3 separate regions of the Mus musculus genome follow, and regions 2 and 3 are each linked to region 1. Evidence: chromatin contacts called from public Hi-C and HiChIP or PLAC-seq data. All regions are on one chromosome and are shown on one strand. Each heading gives the region's core, a stretch centred on a gene start, on an enhancer-like site or on the middle of the called end of the contact. The rest is flanking DNA. Distances are from core to core; before and after follow the strand shown. Region 1 holds the start of Tspan33 (tetraspanin 33). Region 2 has its middle 30 kb from the start of Tnpo3. Region 3 has its middle 15 kb from the start of Gm30896.

Region 1 (3,446 bases), core at 456-2,955:
TCCTTCTCCTTCTCCTTCTGGTTTGATAGGATCTCATTGTGTGCCCCTGGCTGATTTAGAACTCAAATGTAGACCAGGTTTACCTCGAACTCCCAGAGATTCATCTGCCCCTTCCTCCTAAGTGCTGCCATTAAACTTTCTCCAGCCTCTTTCCAACTCTCTCTGAAAACAGCGATCTTACCCCATTTCCTTCTCTAAAACTCTTATTTCCAAATCAATTCAACACAAACTCAGTAATCTGATCTCAAGTCCTTCTACAGCCTCCATTCAGTTGAACACATACTGCATTCTCAGGCACCGCTGCACCAAGCCGGGAAAAGTGATAGGCTTAGTTTCCACACAACACGCGGTTTGCTTTTATCTGTCCAAGCTTCGACACACCTTTTTGTGTCCACCTGGATTTCACGTCCCCACTGTCTCTAAAATCTCATCCTCCTCGTTTCTCCCGCCATGACACCTTCTGGTGCTCAACTTCTTCCAATTACATAATAGTTATTCATGCAGTTATTGTATTTCCACACTGGATTTTGAATCCTATTGAAACAAAATACCAGGGCTAGAGATATGGCTCAGTTATTAAGAGCACTTGTTGCTCTTACAGAGGACCAAAGTTCAGTTCCCAGCACTGACTTAAGGAGCTCACAAATCCCGGTAACTCCAGTTCCTGGGGATCTGACATCCTTTTCTGGCTTCCATCAGCACCTGTGTGCACAGTGGTACACACACACACACACACACACACACACACACTCACACACACACACATTTTAAAAGAATCTTTTAAAGGAGTGAAAGTACCACATTTTAGTGAGCCCCCTTATCAGCCATCTCCGTGTAAGTCATTTGCATGCACTAACAGATTCTTATTTGATCAATGCCTTACGCTGCAGTTTTCCCACTCAACGTTACAAAAAGTGTAGCTTGGGGAATCACGCTATTGATGGCAAAATCAGACTCCTCCCCAGGTTAAAATCGTACTTGTGTAGCTAGTACAATGTACACCACATTGTACTTGGGAGTCAATCTGTGCATATCCTATTAACATGCCAAACACAAAACAAAACAAAATTAAAAACAAAAAACCGGTGTCTCCACGTAAACAAACGTTCTGAGAGGGTTTGGATAGAGAGGTTGGACGGTAATGAGAGAAAAGGATGGTTTGAGAATTCCACTGTTAGGTTATGAGGCTTTTAAAACGAGCATTTAAAGTATTTGATTGCTAAGCAGGGGTATTTATTCTTCTCTTTCTGGTTGTTAGTACCTGTCATTTGTCACTCTGATTTTATTGTCTTGATCCCTGAGGATCAACCTTCTTTTCTATTCCCACAGCGTTTAACGAATTGCTCAACACACAAAGTGCGTACTTGTTGATTTTAACGTACGTGTGTTTGCGTGCGTGCACAGCAACTGGGCAGAGGACGTGGGTGTGGGATGCAGGAAACATTCCTTTTCCTCATTCTTTTTCCCTTAAGCAGCTGCAGCCTGCAGGCTTTCCGTCTAGGCGGGCAGAAGCAGAACCACTGACCCTTTAGCAAGTTGTCCCTCACAGAACAGGTGTCTCCCCCGCCTCTCGGAGGAGAGGGATGGCTGGCTGCTTAGTGACATGGGCCGCCGACCAATGAGAAGTCAGCCTCGGGCAGCCTCACCAATGGCCGTCCGGGGGGCGGGCCCGGTTTCCTGAGAGCCGGGCGGGCCAAGCTGGTCTGCGGCCGCGGTGGAGTCTCCGCTGCTCACGCTGCCCGCCGCGGCTTCAGCGGCGGCGCCGTTCCCTGGCCGCGCGGCTCCCCGACGCACGGTTCGGGCGGCTCCCGGCGCGGCGCGGCTGCCCCGGCGTTCGGGTCCCCGTGGCCCCGCGGCTCCCGCCCCGGGCTGCAGGGCGCACAGGTGGGCCGGTGGCCGCTGGGAGATAGGCCCCCCGGGGGCAGCGGCGGACCATGGCGCGGAGACCTGGCGTGCCGGCTGCCTACGGGGACGAGTTCTCCTTCGTCAGCCCGCTGGTGAAATACCTGCTCTTCTTCTTCAACATGCTCTTCTGGGTGAGATTCGGGGGGTCAGGGGGCACCCGGACTCTCGGGCATCTCTGGAGCGCCGAGGGGGCTGCCTGAGGCTGGGAGGTTTGGCCTGGGCTGCCCGGTGCCCAGGAGCGTGTCGAGTGGTGCTTCGTAGTTTTCTGAGCTGGTGACACTTGGGGGCATTTCTCCGGGGGAGGAAAACCACAGTGGCGCCGTGTCAAAAGGGGACGTTAAGAGGTGGGCAATCATCCTTGCTGCCAGGGATGAAGCTTTAGCAGGGATGAGGATCTGTGTCAGGCCATGAAATAAAAAGGGTTTGGGGAAAGAAAGAGCTGGCTGGACAGCCCCATGGGCATATTTCATGGTTAGGGACTTTCAGGCCTGGGGGCTGGAAGGCCCGACTGGCCATACGGGGCGCGGGGCGGGGGTGGAGGGAGAGAGAAGGAAGAGAAACCCCAAGCCTTCCTTCGCCCCAGTTCCTCAGGGGCTTGTGTCAAGGGACTATATCTGTCCCTTTTGCAGGCCTCGGGTGTCTGCTCCTGTCAGGGCTGAAAAGGGTTAAGAATGGTCTCCAGGTCCGATGTGTACCCCAGCATGGCCCTAAACTTTGCCCTACCTTCTTCAAGACCAGCTTCTCTACTTGGAGCTGACAGGCTTCAGATGATTCAAATAGGATTTTGTTGTTGTTGTTGTTGTTGTTGTTGGGCTGGAAGCTATGGCTCCTTTCAGAATCTTTTGTTTGGGGTGGAAAAGTGTAAACAATATTAACCCCGAGCTCCTGACACCTGGATTTCCGTCCCCTCTCTACCATCCTTATTGATTTGACTGATCTGGGTAAATATGTTCAAGTCCACAGGCCTGCCCTTCCTCCCAGCAAAAATCTAATGCAGTGTATTGGGGGATGGCAGGAGAGGGCTGAGAATTCAGGGGGAGGGGGAGCCCATTAGAGAATGCTAGCTGAGTCCTGTTTCATAGCCAGAGAGTGCGTGGGCCCCTCTGGATTTGATAACAAGGGGAAGTCCTTCCCCATCTCTCCATTCTTCTGCCAGCTTCTACTGCACCAAAGCTGCAGCCCAGAAGCCTATCATCTTTGCCTCTTTCAGCCTGAGACCAATAGTTCAGATTTGCCAGAGGGAATAATAGTGGGCCTGAACGGCCTCCTGGGAAAAGGCAGATCCAAGGCCACTGCTGGAAAGGTTTCACAGGGGCCCTGGTGTGAAGCACAGGCACAGGGTACATAAGTGCCAGCCTATTGGGACAAATGAGAGACATCCCAGAGGGTGGTGATGACGCTCACTCTCAGCCATTGTACTCTTGGGAAGATTGAAGTTTTGGGCTTCTGTCACAGTCTCGGTTTTGGAACTAGAAAATCCAGCAGTTGCTGAACTTCCACGGTTTTATACAGGAGAAAGTTAAATCGCAACAACAGTCAGG
Region 2 (3,446 bases), core at 493-2,992, 54 kb before region 1:
GGTACACATGCAAAAAAAAAAAAAAAAAAAAAAAAAAAAAAGCACTCCATGTAAATAAAAATAAATCTTAAAAGAAGATATCTGGTGGAGCTGAAGACATGGCTCAGTGGTTAAGAGCACCGACTGCTTTTCCAGAGGTTGTGAGTTCAATTCCCAGTAACCACATCATGACTCAACAACCATCTGTAATAGGATTTGATGCCCTCTTCTGGTGTGTCTGAAGACAGTGACAGTGTACTCAGATAAATAAAATAAAATAAAGCATTTTTTTAAAAGTATTTTAAAAAGCTATCTGGCATGCCAGCTCCTTTGCTCCTGGGAAGGAAGCATGACAGCTCCCAGTAAAGACCATGAGTTGAACCCAGCAGTGGTGGTGCATGTCTGGAATCCCAGCACTCAGGAGGCATAAGCAAGCGGATCTCTGTGAGTTAGAGGCCAACCTGCTCCAGAGTGAGATCCAGGACAGCCAGGGCTACTGTTTCAAACAACAACAACAACAACCACACACACACACAGAATGGAGGTTTCCATAGCAGAACGACATGTATGAATATAATAAAGACATGTGTGAACTTGTGTAGGAAGAGTTCCACTAAATCTTAACTGATATTCATCTTATCTTTTCAGTTTTTTTAATTGGATATTTTCTTTCTTTCTTTTTTTAAGCTTTATTTACTTATTATATATAAGTACCCTGTAGCTGTCTTCAGACACCCCAGAAGAGGGAGTCAGATCTCCTTAAGGATGGTTGTGAACCACCATGTGATCGCTGGGATTTGAACTCAGGACCTTTGGAAGAGCAGTCAGTGCTCTTAACTGCTGAGTCATCTCTCCAGCCCCTGGCTATTTTCTTTATTTACATTTCAAGTGTTATCCCCTTTCCTGGTCACTCCCACCCCCACCCCTGACACCCCCTATCCCATCCTCCCTCCCCCTGCTTCAATGAGAGTGTTCCTCCACCCATCCACTCCCACTTCCCCACCCTCATTTCCCCTACACTGGGGCATCTATCGAACCTCTATAGGGCCAAGGACCGTAGGGCAGAGGGAGTGGGGGAATAAAGGGAGTGGGAGAAAACCCGCATCCTGCCACCTCTGGGCGGGTGGATGTGGAAGACAGCGGCATGCTTCCTACTCGGCCCAGGTAGGTGATTGGCTGTAGGAAGCCGCGGAATCTCAGCTCGCCAGTGGTGGGGGGTGGACAAGGGGCAGTCTTAGGTAACAAGTTCTTAGTCTCGGGCATCCCAGACACCGCTGGACACTGCAGAAGACCTGAGAACAAAATGGGGGCCCCAGGGTCAGCTTGGTCATCCGCGGGGGAAGGGGGGGGGCGAAGGGAGGAGAGGTCAGGGAGAGAGTGGGCAGTGGGTGGTTCCCACGCCGGCAAGAATCCTTGGTCGTGTCTGTGGCTGGAGTGCAGGAAGGCCTTATGGCAGGAGGTTAGAGACGTGGTTGGGGGAAATCCTATCCCATCGTTCAAGCATGGCAGGCTTTGACTTGACGAGCAGAGACAGTCTATGGTTTTAGAGCTTTATTGTAGAAAGGCAAAGATAAAGAGAGAAGGTAGAAAGAGGGCCTTGTGGAGGGGAAGGGGAGGGAGAGGGAGAAGGAGAGCTAGAGATAAGAGTAAGAAAGGTGAGAGCTTAAAAGGAGGAGGGGCCAAGCAGCCCCTATTATAGTGGGCTGGGCTATCCTGCTGTTGTGAGGTAACTGTGGGGAGGAGACTACCTGGCTATAGTCAGGTAACTGTCGGGGTGGAGTCTAGACAGAATGCCAGGAGCTTGGGGCTTTATCTGTGTGATGGATAGTCATACACCTCTCCTGCAGGGGGCTGTGGGGGTGGTAACTTCGACAGGTGCCAGGGGTTCAGGAGACATGATTGAACACCTGTTCCATGTAGGTGGAGATCCCCAGGGTTCCAGACCTTTGCTCGACCAGACCAGGCTGTCTGTGCACAGCCCACTGCCCCACAAAGGACCTCTCCTCCCACTAATGCATGACAAGGCCATCCTCTGTAATATATGCAGCTGGAGCCACGTGTACTCTTTTGTTGATGGATTAGTCCCTGAGAGCTCTTGGGGGACTGGTTGGTTGCTATTGTTGTTCTTCCTGTGGGGTTGCAAACCCCTTCAACTCCTTCAGTTCTTTCTCTAGCTCCTCTATTGGGTACCGCTCGCTCAGTCCAATGGTTGGCTGCATCAGCCTCTCCGTATATATCAGGTACTGGCAGAGCCTCTCAGGAGACAGCTATATCAGGCTCCTGTCAGCATGTACTTCTTAGCATTCACAATAGTATCAGCATTTATTGACTGTATATGGGATGGATCCCCAGGTGGAGCAGTCTCTGGATGGCCTTTCCTTCAGTCTCTGCTCCACACTTTGTCTCCATATTTGCTCCCGTGAGTATTTTGTTCTCCTTCTAAGAAGGACTGAAGCACCCACACTTTGGTCATCCTTCTTCTTGAGCTTCATGTGGTCTGTATCTTTTCAGGTTTTTTGTTTTTTTATGTATTTATTTTTTGGTTTTTTGAGACAGTATAGCCCTGGCTGTCCTGGAACTCACTCTATAGACCAGGCTGGCCTTAAACTCAGAAATCTGCCTGCCTCTGCCTCCCAAGCACTGGGATTAAAGGCGTGTGCCACCACTGCCCCAGCATCTTTTTAGTTTTAAATGCAGAAAAACAACAAGGGCCTGGAGAGAGAGACAGCTTGCTGGCTAAGCACACCAGCTAGTTAACAAGCTGTACCACCAGCCCAGCTGGTGTCCACTGCTCTATTCTGGCCTCCATGAGCACTGAATGCCTATGGTGCACAAATAGATGCAGGCAAAACACCCATACACAGAAAAGAACAAATTTTAATTAAAATAATTCAACTGATCCAGATGGTGGTGGCACATGCCTTTAATTCCCAACACTTGGAAGGCAGAAGCAGGTGGATCTCTATGAGTTTGAGGCCAGCTTCGTCTACAAAATTAGTTCCAGGACAGCCAGGGTTACACAGTGGAACTCTGTCTCAGGGAAAAAAAAAATCAACTGAAGAATGGGTAAATAAACAGTGGTACATTTACACAGTGGAGTATTACTCAGCTATTAAGAACAATGACATTTTGCAGGCAAATGGATGGAACTAGAAAAGATCATCCTGATTGAGGTAGCCCAGACCCAGAAAGACAAACGTGGCACATACTTATAGATGGATATTAGACTTAAAGTAAAGGATAAGCATGCTGCAAACCACAGACCCAAAAAAGCTAAGTAACAAGGAGGGGGTGGGGGGGGGCATGAATCTCAATGAGAAGAAGAAATAGAATAGACTTGGGGGGGGCAGTTGTGAGATAGGAGGGGGCTGGATGGGGGTGGGAATGAGAACAAGAGGGATCAGGTCTGAAGACCTGGAATGGGTTGGGGGGGGGTCATCTCTGGGACAAGATAGAAACCTAGGGCA
Region 3 (3,446 bases), core at 345-2,844, 33 kb before region 1:
AAAACCTTGGCAACTCATTTGTTAACTGAGAAAGCCCTGATTGAACCCCTGCTGGGTCCAATGTGTGTCATCAGGTTAGGGAGGGGGAAAATGTCCCCAGTCCTGCCTTCCCAGAGCTTCCAGCCAGCCCATGGAGAGGCCAGGGTGAAGTAGCATGTCTGAAAGTAACAGGAGGAAGGAATTCTAGAAAAGGACAGTGGAAGAGAAGGTGAAATATGAAGATATGGAGGCTGAGTTCCTGGAACGGTAAGTAGGAAGACATGGTGGGAGCGGAGGGGACGGGGAAGTGAGCCTGTAAAAGAAGACCAGATGCAACTGTATTAATTCCTGTGTGTCCAATATGGCGCCATTCACAGCTCATGCAGATATAAAGCATGGTAAGAAATGACTGTATCTCATGAAAGAGAGCAAATACACCGAATAGAGCCAAATCAGTGCAGAAGAGAGGGGTTTCAGTGCTGAGCTGAGACACCCCAAACTCCCAGCGGAAGCAGGAGAATAGGGAAGGCTTCAGTGAGAATGTTTTCAGAGGAGACATAATTAGCAGTGTATCTCTGGATGTGTTTGATGCAGAAAATAAGAGGAACTAGAGAATTATAGTCTCTCTTTTTTATACTCTTCTATGTTTAAGACTCTGTGCTTATATAAGACTCTGAAGAGCCTTAGCTTACCCGGGACCCCCTGAGTGAACGATGCAGAGCCAGAATCGATGCAAAAAGCAAGAGGAATTTATTGTTCCAATGCACTGGGGTTAGCCCACACCTGAAGGAGAGGAGGCAAGTTCTGGCAAGTTTTTATATGGTTTCCAGGGATAGAATAAAGCATCAGCAACTAGGCAAAATATGATTGGTGGATCAGTGCTTTAAACTGATTGGTCTTTAGGGAATGAGGTAGTAGGGGCTTACTCAACATCTCCCTTCTGGCCTATGTGCTCTCTGACCTGTCTCTTCCAGGAAGGTGTGTGTGAGTGTGTGTGTGTGTGTGTGTGTGTGTGTGTGTGTGTGTGTGTATGTCCGATGGAATTTTCTAATGGCTGAGCTGACCTCTTCAATAACATGACATAGTGGCACATGCCTTTAGTCCCAGCACTTGGGAAGCAGAGGCAGGCAGATCTTTGTGAGTTCAAGGCCAGCCTGGTCTACATAGTGAGTTTAGGACAGCCAAAGGTACATACACCCTGTCTCAAAGAAAGAAAGAAAGAAAGAAAGAAAGAAAGAAAGAAAGAAAGAAAGAAAGAAAGAAAGGAAGGAAGGAAGGAAGGAAAGGAAGGAAGAAAGAAAGGAGTCTGTGCTGATAGATACCAGACTAGAGGGACAAAGTTGATTGTATCCTGTCCAAGTGGGTCACCAGCAGCTCAGTCCCATTACAGGGAGGCAACTGGAGGCAGGTTAAAAGTTGTACCAACCCCCACCCCTATTTTTCTCATTCATCTGCTCGCTGCATTCTATCCATTGGACTGGTTTCTCTCTGCCCTGCGGCGGCATCTTTTAGGCCAGGATCGAGGTTCTCCCAGTTTTTGGCCTTGGGCTAACTGCCTCGTTAGAGCTTTTAAACTGCTGCTGCTCCTGTAAAGGCCTTTGAGGCACATTAACTTCGTAGTCAGTTACTCAGTAACTCGCTGCAGTTCCCAGCCATGCGGAAAGGAAAGGAAAGGCCTTACAGACACTCTGCATTCGCTTCGCTTCACTAACAGCGCTGGAAGAAAGCCTCTTTCTAAAGGTGAATTCCAGTAGGAACAGCCAACCTGAAGCAACAATCTGAACCTACAGGGAAGCTCTGTTCCCCCTCCCTCTCCCCTCCCCTCCCCTTCCCTTCACCCTCCCCTTTCTCCAGCCCCAGGCCCAAGTTCACAAAATCCCATCCCCACCTCCCATCCCCTGGCCCAGCACTGCACCAAAGACTCTGCAATTTCAAGTTTACTCTTTTTTTTTATATATTTATTTATTTATTTATTTATTATTTATATGAGTACACTGCAGCTGTCTTCTGATATACACCAGAATAGTGTGTTGGATCCCATGACAGATGGTTGTGAGCCACCCTGTGGTGGCTGGGATTTGAACTCAGGACCTCTGGAAGAGCAGTCAGTGCTCTTTTTTTTTTTTTTAAAGATTTATTTATTTATTATATGTAAGTACATTGTAGCTGTCTTCAGACATTCCAGAAGAGGGAGTCAAATCTCGTTACGGATGGTTGTGAGCCACCATGTGGTTGCTGGGATTTGAACTTTGGACCTTTGGAAGAGCAGTCGGGTGCTCTTACCCACTGAGCCATCTCACCAGCCCCGCAGTCAGTGCTCTTAACCACTGAGCTATCTCTCCAGCCCTCAAGTTTTCTCTTAATGTACTTTCCCCCCTCTAAATGCTTTACTTTAGGGACAAGGAAAATCAGAAGAATTTCTGTTTTCCAGCCCCACAAGGAAACTCTGAACTGGCTTGTGCCCCTCCTGTAACCAGAATGAATCCCTCTGCTGGATGGGGCTGTGGGGGATTATTTTAAAAAGGACCCCGGTAAACATCCTTTTGCCCAGCAAGGCAAGAGTGAGCCTTCTTTCCATGGAACTTCATTATCTAGCTCCAAAAGTGACCTGTATGCAAATTTCCAGGAAGGCAAAGCTTACTGATTTCATAGCAGACTTAGCTGAGAAGGTGGCCCCAGGAAAGTAATAGCACCATGCACGTGCCCAGCAGGTAGCTCTCAACCCTAGCTTGGCATGAGAATTGTTATCACAAACATTTTTGTCTGTGACAGTGGGCTCAAACCCAGGGTTTCATGCATGCTCGGCAAGTGCGGGATACACTAAACCTTTGTACCTTAGAATTATTAGAAGACTGATTTTGTTTCCTTTTATATTTTGAGTCAGGGTCTCCTGTAGCTCAGTCTGTCCTCCAACTCCCTATGTAGCCCAGGGTGTGTGCCCTTGAACTTCTGATCTTCTTTCTTTTATGGCCTAAGTGCTGATGTGAACTACCATGGTCTGCTGGACTAACAATTAAAATATAGATGTGGGTAGTGCCTGAGCTACGTTCCTCACTCATGTCTGTTAGACGATTCATGAACACCATGACCATTGGTCCAATTCACACGCCCTCTGCTTGTTAAATCACTGGCCCTAGGGTCCATTGAATGGGAGGAAATTGTTCTCCTCTGGTTTGAACCTGGAATGTCCCCTGAAGGGTCATATGTTAAGGCCAGCTGCTTCCATTTGGGTGAGGTGATTTCCTGAAGCTCTGAGTCAGTGGATTAATCCCTTCATGTAATACAGTGGTATTATTGGGAGCCAGGGCTCTGATAGTAGAAGCAGGTCCATGAAGCCAAGGTATATCACCTGGAAGGATATACCTTGTCTCACCCCCTACTCTGCTTCCTAGCCACCGAGAAATGAGTTGTCAGATAGACCATTCCTTTTTGCTGCTAGTCTGCCTTACCATAGGCTAGAAACACTG

What was found. Hi-C and Micro-C count contacts between places; a contact is called where the count stands out from the background. HiChIP or PLAC-seq counts read pairs in DNA pulled down with a chosen protein or histone mark.
Region 2: a contact with region 1 is called in an H3K27ac HiChIP or PLAC-seq map of embryonic stem cells, with 5 read pairs. The contact joins the enhancer-like site here to the promoter of Tspan33 in region 1. A contact is called at or near these places in 2 of 39 promoter capture datasets (HPC-7-derived erythroid cells and macrophages), 1 of 484 Hi-C or Micro-C datasets (8-cell embryo), 1 of 115 datasets of contacts at active chromatin or transcription factors (embryonic stem cells) and 3 of 9 other capture datasets (adipose tissue, embryonic stem cells and pancreatic islet).
Region 3: a contact with region 1 is called in a Hi-C map of liver, with 1.6 times the contacts expected there. The contact joins the enhancer-like site here to the promoter of Tspan33 in region 1. A contact is called at or near these places in 3 of 39 promoter capture datasets (liver and macrophages), 1 of 15 datasets of contacts at CTCF or cohesin (the NIH/3T3 cell line), 6 of 484 Hi-C or Micro-C datasets (the CH12 cell line and liver), 2 of 115 datasets of contacts at active chromatin or transcription factors (both in embryonic stem cells) and 4 of 9 other capture datasets (adipose tissue, embryonic stem cells, liver and 1 more).

Annotation. Positions count from the first base shown.
Region 1 is chr6:29,692,509-29,695,954 of GRCm38.p6, forward strand. Tspan33 (tetraspanin 33) reads left to right here and starts at 1,706. Exons shown (of 8, transcript NM_146173.3): 1 at 1,706-2,036. The coding sequence starts at 1,935.
Region 2 is chr6:29,638,064-29,641,509 of GRCm38.p6, forward strand. No RefSeq gene overlaps it. Among named protein-coding and RNA genes, the nearest start is that of Tnpo3, 30 kb to the left of the region's middle. Within about 2 kb of position 1,743, at least 16 of the 459 cell types and tissues checked have an H3K27ac peak or open chromatin away from gene starts, as enhancers often do. A contact at or near this core is called in embryonic stem cells, where this site is marked.
Region 3 is chr6:29,659,262-29,662,707 of GRCm38.p6, forward strand. No RefSeq gene overlaps it. Among named protein-coding and RNA genes, the nearest start is that of Gm30896, 15 kb to the right of the region's middle. Within about 2 kb of position 1,595, at least 19 of the 459 cell types and tissues checked have an H3K27ac peak or open chromatin away from gene starts, as enhancers often do. A contact at or near this core is called in liver and pancreatic islet, where this site is marked.